2 separate regions of the Mus musculus genome follow, and region 1 is linked to region 2. Evidence: chromatin contacts called from public Hi-C data. All regions are on one chromosome and are shown on one strand. Each heading gives the region's core, a stretch centred on a gene start, on an enhancer-like site or on the middle of the called end of the contact. The rest is flanking DNA. Distances are from core to core; before and after follow the strand shown.

Region 1 (3,551 bases), core at 35-2,534, 180 kb after region 2:
ATTAATAAAAACATCTTTGAAAATGTAGGTGCTATCTAAAAGTAAGCACGGCCTTTGCTATATTTCATATCAACGACAGCATAGTAACCAATAGCTTGAGGCTTCAGTTACCGTGGACATCTGACATCTGTCCATGGGCCTCCTGGGTAAATCCTAAAGGAGCTGCCTGGCATTGAATGCATTTATTTTTCTAACTAGAGAAGCTACTAACACATATAACCCTGAAGATCAACATATCAGTATCTCAGCTCCACCTCCAGTGTTGACTGCCAATCCGCTCTGAGGTTTTCATGAAATAATTTATGCATGTCAGGACCACACTTTATGATCACCCAGAGGTTTATATTTCATGAAACACTGTCTACTTTGAGCCTACTAAGAGTCCTCGCAAAATGCTGATCACAGCCTCATGCTATAGCGGTCAGGTAAGTTAGGGAGTCAAGTCTTGGTCTTACAAGAGTCAGTTTAATGAAAAAGATAAAAATTATACATGTACCTGAGCTTGTGAGTACTCATACACCTCTGTATATGGCACACACACACACACACACACACACACACACACACACACACACTTCTATGATAGAAAAAAAAGCAGCTAATGTATATTTTATATGGGAGAGTATCAGAAAACATATTGGTATTAAACTGAGAGAAGCAGTACAGACTCAAAGGTAGACCATCTAAAAGGACTTTAACTTGTATCCTTTGGTTCTAAGTTCAAGTGTTTTCTCTCACCCTTTGCTGCATGTTTTACTGTTTGCCCATTCAAAGCAGGCATGGCTAGTGTAATGTTTAACTATAGACAAATGACTTTCCCCTGTTCCAAAGGCATTTAGTAGGGGTGACAGAGACACGTGATTGCCTGAATAGCTCTAAAGTTCAAGGAACCTCCAGCTCCTGTAACAATAACCTTATGTTCCCAGGATAAACAGCTAGGGAGAGGAAGATAGCTTTCCCCACGTGTCTGGAAGTTCCTAGCTTTTCTGAACCCCACTGTGGTAAAGTCGCCAGTATTTCCTGATCCTTGTACTAGGCCTGTTCTTCAATTACCCATCAGTACTGTCTCACAACGATACCAATCAGGTCCTAGGTGATTCTGGTCTGAGCACATTACAAGGATGTGATGTATAAGTTGTAATTGTTCCAAGTGGCTCAATGTAGGTAAATGTTAGTCCATTTAGGTACAGACTTTACAAAAACTGCAGTCCCCTAACTCATAAAGATGACCTCTAACTCATAACTGAAGTGTTCCGCTGCCCAAGAATGGAGACGACCTGGTTGTCAGTGGAGATTTAGGAACTGGCTGTTCCATTCATTGTGGAGCAAAGGTGGGTGATTCTAACTCACCTGCTCCCTGATTGATTGCCCGGCTGCTGACGATTGGCTGTTTGGGTTGGGACGAAGCAGTGACCATTTTGTTTTTGTAAGCCAAAAAAAAAAAAAAAAAAAAAAACAAAAACAAAAAAACAAAACAAAAAAAAATCAACCAAAACAAAACCCACAAAACAAGCAAACAACGCATGGCACCTCTTCATGAGGTGTTTGCCTCTGTTGGTTCTGTGTCTTCTCAGCCCTGTAGCAGGAAGGAAGCAGCCTGTTAGGGTTGGTGACTTACACAGAGCCATTCTCTGGTTTCCCTTTTCTTCTGGATGCCACAGTGATAGGTAGGGGGCACACTGCAGGGGCTAGCACTGCCTGCCAGAGAAAGGGAAGCATCACGAAGTCAATGCGGGTCTAGGAACTAGGACAAAGCTTGACCTTGAACATACCCTGTTTGCTTCATCTGAGAAACACAAGTATTCAGAGGACAAGAGCCGTGAGGCCTTCCAAAGTGGCCACTCGAACGAACAACTCCAAGACCAAGAGGGAAAGGGACAAGTTGAGCGCCAGCAAGCAGTTTTTGCTAGGCATACCCAGAATGAGCCTGTTTATTCCTGGGCCTTTACATTGCCATGGCAACCAACATGGCCATGCGCTGCGTGTATTGTGTTTACTACCCTTTACAGGGCTCAGCACAGTGCTGCCGACACATAACAGAAAATCAATGAACACTGTCGAATGACCTTTGTAGCTATCTATTTATGGTGAAATCTCATTAAACCACTTCTTTCTCTACAGACAAAAGGAAAAAAAAATCAACTCAGCCTTGACACTTGGGTAAATAAGGAAAAGAGGTGCGTACAGGCAAAAGGACGAATCAAAATCTTAAGAACTTTTGAAAGGTGTGCATATGTTTATTTCTCTCTGTTATGCTATAGTTTACCTTTCTGTTATTTCTACATTTCTTTTGCTTGTCCGTCTTTCTCTCCTTTGATGAGAGACAAGTACTCATTATGTCGTTGAAGTTACCCGAGGACTTGCTATGTAGCCTAGGCTGACCCTAATTCAAAACTTCCCCATTTTAATGTCTCTAGTGCTGGAATGAAAAGCACGTATCTCTGTGCTCAGCTCTATTTAACTTTCTATAATTAAAATGTGTGCTGACTTTTATAGTGAAAAAAAAAAAAACCCGTAGCAAACGTTCCAAAAATATAAAATCCTCTTTAAAAAAATCATCTGTCTTCTGGAGCAATAGCAACTATCTACTGATTCTGTAATGTCTGGTCGAAAGGTGGCTAGGGGTAGACTTATGTGCATGGGTCTAAAAGAGAGGTTACATCATTCTATAACAGGCAGAGGATGTATTTAATACATTTTCCCAGTATAAAAACATGATGCAGTTCTAACATGAACAGGTACAGGAGTGATTTTTCCATCTGATTAATTCTGTAGCCTTATATCTCTATCTGGGCTCATCTCCTTACATCCTGCGTGACTTAGCTTTGTTTTCTGTTACTATAACTGAGTATTCCTGGTTGAGTGACTTATAAAGCACAGAAGTTTCTTTGGCTTTGGTTCCAAGGTCTAGGAATCCAGAATGGTCATTTGAGTATCACCACATGGTCAAGGGCAGCAGGTAAAATAGAGCCAGGGTCCTCGAGGGTCTCTTTCTCCTCCTGGTGAAAAGAGGAAGACAGAGATATCAGTCTGTGACCTCATCTAATTTTAATTACCCACTGAAGGCTTTATCTTCAAATACTATCAACATAAACTTGGGAACTGAGTTTTCAACATATGAACGTCGGGAGAGCAGTCAAAGAACAGCAAGCACCCTGACTCCCCCGTGTCACTTCCTGATGAGGGGAATTTTCGTCCACTGCTGTGTCTTTGCACTTTCTCATTGTATAAACCATCCCTTGCATGTTCCTTTGCTCCCTGAGGACCTACCATAAACCCAAGTGCCAGCACTGACCACTCTCTGGCACCTTGGAATATCTGATGGATGAATCTGAGAAGAACACTGGCCACTTCCGGTGAGTTCTGGTGACATGCTCATGGCAACTGTTGTCACGGTGGCAGAAGAAAGGATCATGAAAAGGTTTACTTAAAATGGTAATGGAAGTCAGAGAAAAAGTGAGAACTCACTGTAGCCAACTCCTAGAGACGTAAACTACTTTGTCGTTTCCATGGTGACTTCTGGCTTTCCTTTATTGTTTTTTTTGTCTGGA
Region 2 (3,530 bases), core at 593-3,092:
GAGGAATGCTACTAACAGGGGATGGAACCAGCCCAGGAAAAGAAGTTTATTGCAGTCAATAAAGATGAAGAAGGAATTGGAGATCTGAAAACTGCTTTAACATTAGACATGGAGATGCAGAGTTTGGAGTTTGCCCACCTGGTTTCCTGTCTTGATTCAGGGATTACAGTTAAGTGATTGGACAGATCTCAGAAGATACTTTGAACTTTGGACTTTTAACATTTTTGTTACTGCTGTAGACTATGGGGACTTTGGAAATTCGACTAAATGTAATTTTTTATTATGCTATGGCTACATATGGCTCCCATAGACTCATGTATTTAAACAAACCTATGAGGGTCAGGGAGTGGAATGTCATGGTTTAACTATTCAAGCAAGGCCCAGGGAATGGCACTATTTGGAGGTATGGCCTTGTTAGAGAAGGTGTGTCACTGTGGGTGTGGGCTTTAAGATCCTCATCCTAACTGCCTGGAAGTCAGTATTCTGCTAGCAGCCTTCAGATGAAGATATAGAACTCCCAGCTCCTCCTGCACCATGCCTGCCTGGATGCTACCATGTTCTTGGCTTGACGGTAATAGACTGACCCCCTGAACCTGTAAGCCAGCCCCAATTAAATGTTGTCCTTGTAAGACTTGCCTTGGCCATGGTGTCTGTTCACAGCAGTAAAACCCAAACTAAGACAGTCAGTAAGAAAGTAAAGCAGAGTGTCTGGACACTAAAGCAGACATGGCGCTTCAGCTCTGCCCAGTCAGTGGGCATTCTGAATTTGTCAGGTTCAGGGAAACCAGACTCTATAGCCCAAGTCAGTCACAGGAGAGGTGCCCTCTTGGCTGCAGTCTGGGATGGTTGGTGGAAAGCCTTGGTTAGTTCTAGGAGGCCACTCCATAGTCAGAAGTTTGAAGCCACAACTGTCAGTAATTCTACTGTGGTTGTCTAGTCAATGGTCATTCTACCCTGGGAGATTTTCCCATCTTTTCATGCTGTCCCCCCAAATTCCCTTTGTCACCTGACAGACTGAACTTCCTTTCCTCTTAGAAACTGCCTGCCCATAAAGATTTTTCTGTTTGATATAAGATTACAATCACATACAGGGTATATATTTTGGATACTGTTTCCTTATGTTGCTGCCTCTTACCTTTAAAGGTTTTATTGCATCTTATAACTTGTATCATTTGTATTGCATGATTTGCTTAGTTCCATGCTGAAAGGCTTTTATGTTGTTATCAAAAGATGCTATAAACACTGTTGTCACAAATATCATAATATGTTAAATGTTGGTTCAGATTTATTTTATTTTTTTGTGTGTCTGAGTGTATGGGTTTATAGCATGTGCCTACAGTTGCCTGTAGAGGCCAGAACAGGGTGTTTGATCCCCTGGGGCTAGAGTTATCTGTGGTTGTGAGCCTTTTAATGTGGGTGCTAGGAACTGAACCTAGCTCCTCTGCAAGATCTGTATGCTCTCTTAGCTACTCTATGGCCTTTCCAGCTCCCTAAAATAGTACTTTCATGCCATATTTCTCCCAGGAGATATGGGGAATCGGATATAGTTCTTGAGTTAGAATGCATATAAATTATAGGTTATTTGTATTTATGACTTTTATGAGAGTCCCAGACTAGTACTGGGTATTATAAATATTTAGATAGAACTTATTCTGCTTGCATGTGTTAGGTAAATACATAGTTATGGAGGAATTGAAATATAAATAGACAATAGACAAAGTGCTAATGCTCCCCTTTCCAGTCATATGTTGAAATTTAACCCATATCCTGATGGTATTTGGAACTAGGCCTTTGGGAGATGATCAGTTCTTGAGAGTGGAGTTCTTGTAGGTCGATAAGTTCCTGAGTAAAGAGAGCTCAGAGATTTCCTCATCGCATCTACTATTCAGACATGGTAAGATGACCACCTATGAGCTAGGCTGCTGCCAGACACCAAAAAGAGCCAGAGCCTTGATCTCAGACTTGCTGGCCCGCAAACTGGGAAATAACTTTATCATGATTATGGGCCTCCCAGGCTAATCTGTCACAAGAGCCTGATCTGACACAGCTCCTTTTTCCTCTTTCTTTAGGGAGAGAACTTTCTAGGTTTGTGACATTCAAGAAAAACCACCCGAGTCCCAGTTTCCTTCTTTGAAAAAAATAGGATTAAGAAATTCTACCTCACCAAGTTGCTTAAAGATTAAATCACAAAGTAAATAAAGAATTCTGCCCAGTGTTTGACGATGCCTAGCAATTGGCAGGAACCTGGTCTTTGTGTTCTCTGTAGAGCTGAGTACACATGGCATTGCAATGAAGGCCAAGCAAGGAAGTTGAACACACACAGACAAGCAGAACATCTTTGGGTTGTTGAGCACGCCTTACTGCTTCCGTGCTTACCATCACAACAGAGTCAGTAGGGTTAGCTCCCTATTTTACACCAAGTTTCCAAGTTAGATAGCAGTAGATTTTGGAACTGTGAACTTGGGATCGGGAGCAGTCTATCTCTTAGAAACCAGTCTGTGCAATAAGCTGTCACCTCTTGTTTATGTTGTGCAATAAGCTGTCACCTCTTGTTTATGTTGGGTTGATATGTTTCCATCATGGTCGCCATCTTGCCAAGGCCCATCTACTTCAGAAGGCTTTTACCATGCCTTCCCTGGGTATCAGGGCACATTTATAAGCACCACATGCTGAAGTTCAACAAAAATTACCATAATTAACAAGACCAGCCAGAGGAAAACAATAAGCATGTTTTCTCTAACAAGTACAAAAATTATGGTTATTGATTTTTAAAAATCAATGCATATTTGATACATAGATATTTTAGGAAGCCCTACACCTGAAACCAAGACTTGCATGAATCTCTAATGAATAAAATTTTGTACAAGGCCTTTATCAGTTTGCTTTACAAAATTTTGGGCTGGTGTGTTTTCAGGTATGTGACAGGGTATTTTGAAATAAGTGAAAATCTGCATTGTCTTTACTTTAGATGATCCTTATCAACATGCCAGCAGGGAAGACTGTAGGAAGAACTAAGCACTTTAATTTTGAATAGAAACCCACTGCCTAACCCCAGAAGATATGGATAATTTTAAGTCTAAGGAGCTACTTTCTTGTAGGTAGGGGTGATAGACTTAATTTGCATCATAGTTGACAAGTGACTGTTGAGGCTGCTAGTCTAGGGCAGCAGGATCAAGCTTTTGCTGTGCTGCTGCTGGGACAATCTGGGATAGTCAGTCCTTCAGGCCTCCTCTCAGATTTTCCAGACACCTGCTACCTCCTCTCCAGCCAGGGGCTCTTCTAGTGATTCTATGAACAGCCAGGACCACAGACCTACAGTGGAATGGAAAATGCTGGTTGTGTTGTCTGACCTTGGTCTGTCCCTTCTATTTAGTACAACACCTCATGCAAATGCCAGACCTTCTGCTATGCATCCTGGCAAAGGAAGACATTAGAATTACCGAGGCTGGGAGTTCTGCTCATGGCTTTGCCTCTTGGGCAAGTTATTTAATCAGTCTGAGTCATTTTTCTTGTCCACAAAGTGCAGAGAA

The links. Hi-C and Micro-C count contacts between places; a contact is called where the count stands out from the background.
Region 1: a Hi-C map of liver shows a contact between it and region 2, with 3 times the contacts expected there. The contact joins two enhancer-like sites. A contact is called at or near these places in 5 of 484 Hi-C or Micro-C datasets (all in liver) and 3 of 115 datasets of contacts at active chromatin or transcription factors (liver and pancreatic cancer cells).

What each region holds. Positions count from the first base shown.
Region 1 is chr1:164,702,922-164,706,472 of GRCm38.p6, forward strand. No RefSeq gene overlaps it. Among named protein-coding and RNA genes, the nearest start is that of Dpt, 92 kb to the right of the region's middle. Within about 2 kb of position 1,285, at least 69 of the 459 cell types and tissues checked have an H3K27ac peak or open chromatin away from gene starts, as enhancers often do. A contact at or near this core is called in liver, where this site is marked.
Region 2 is chr1:164,519,344-164,522,873 of GRCm38.p6, forward strand. No RefSeq gene overlaps it. Among named protein-coding and RNA genes, the nearest start is that of Gm26685, 18 kb to the left of the region's middle. Within about 2 kb of position 1,843, at least 18 of the 459 cell types and tissues checked have an H3K27ac peak or open chromatin away from gene starts, as enhancers often do. A contact at or near this core is called in liver, where this site is marked.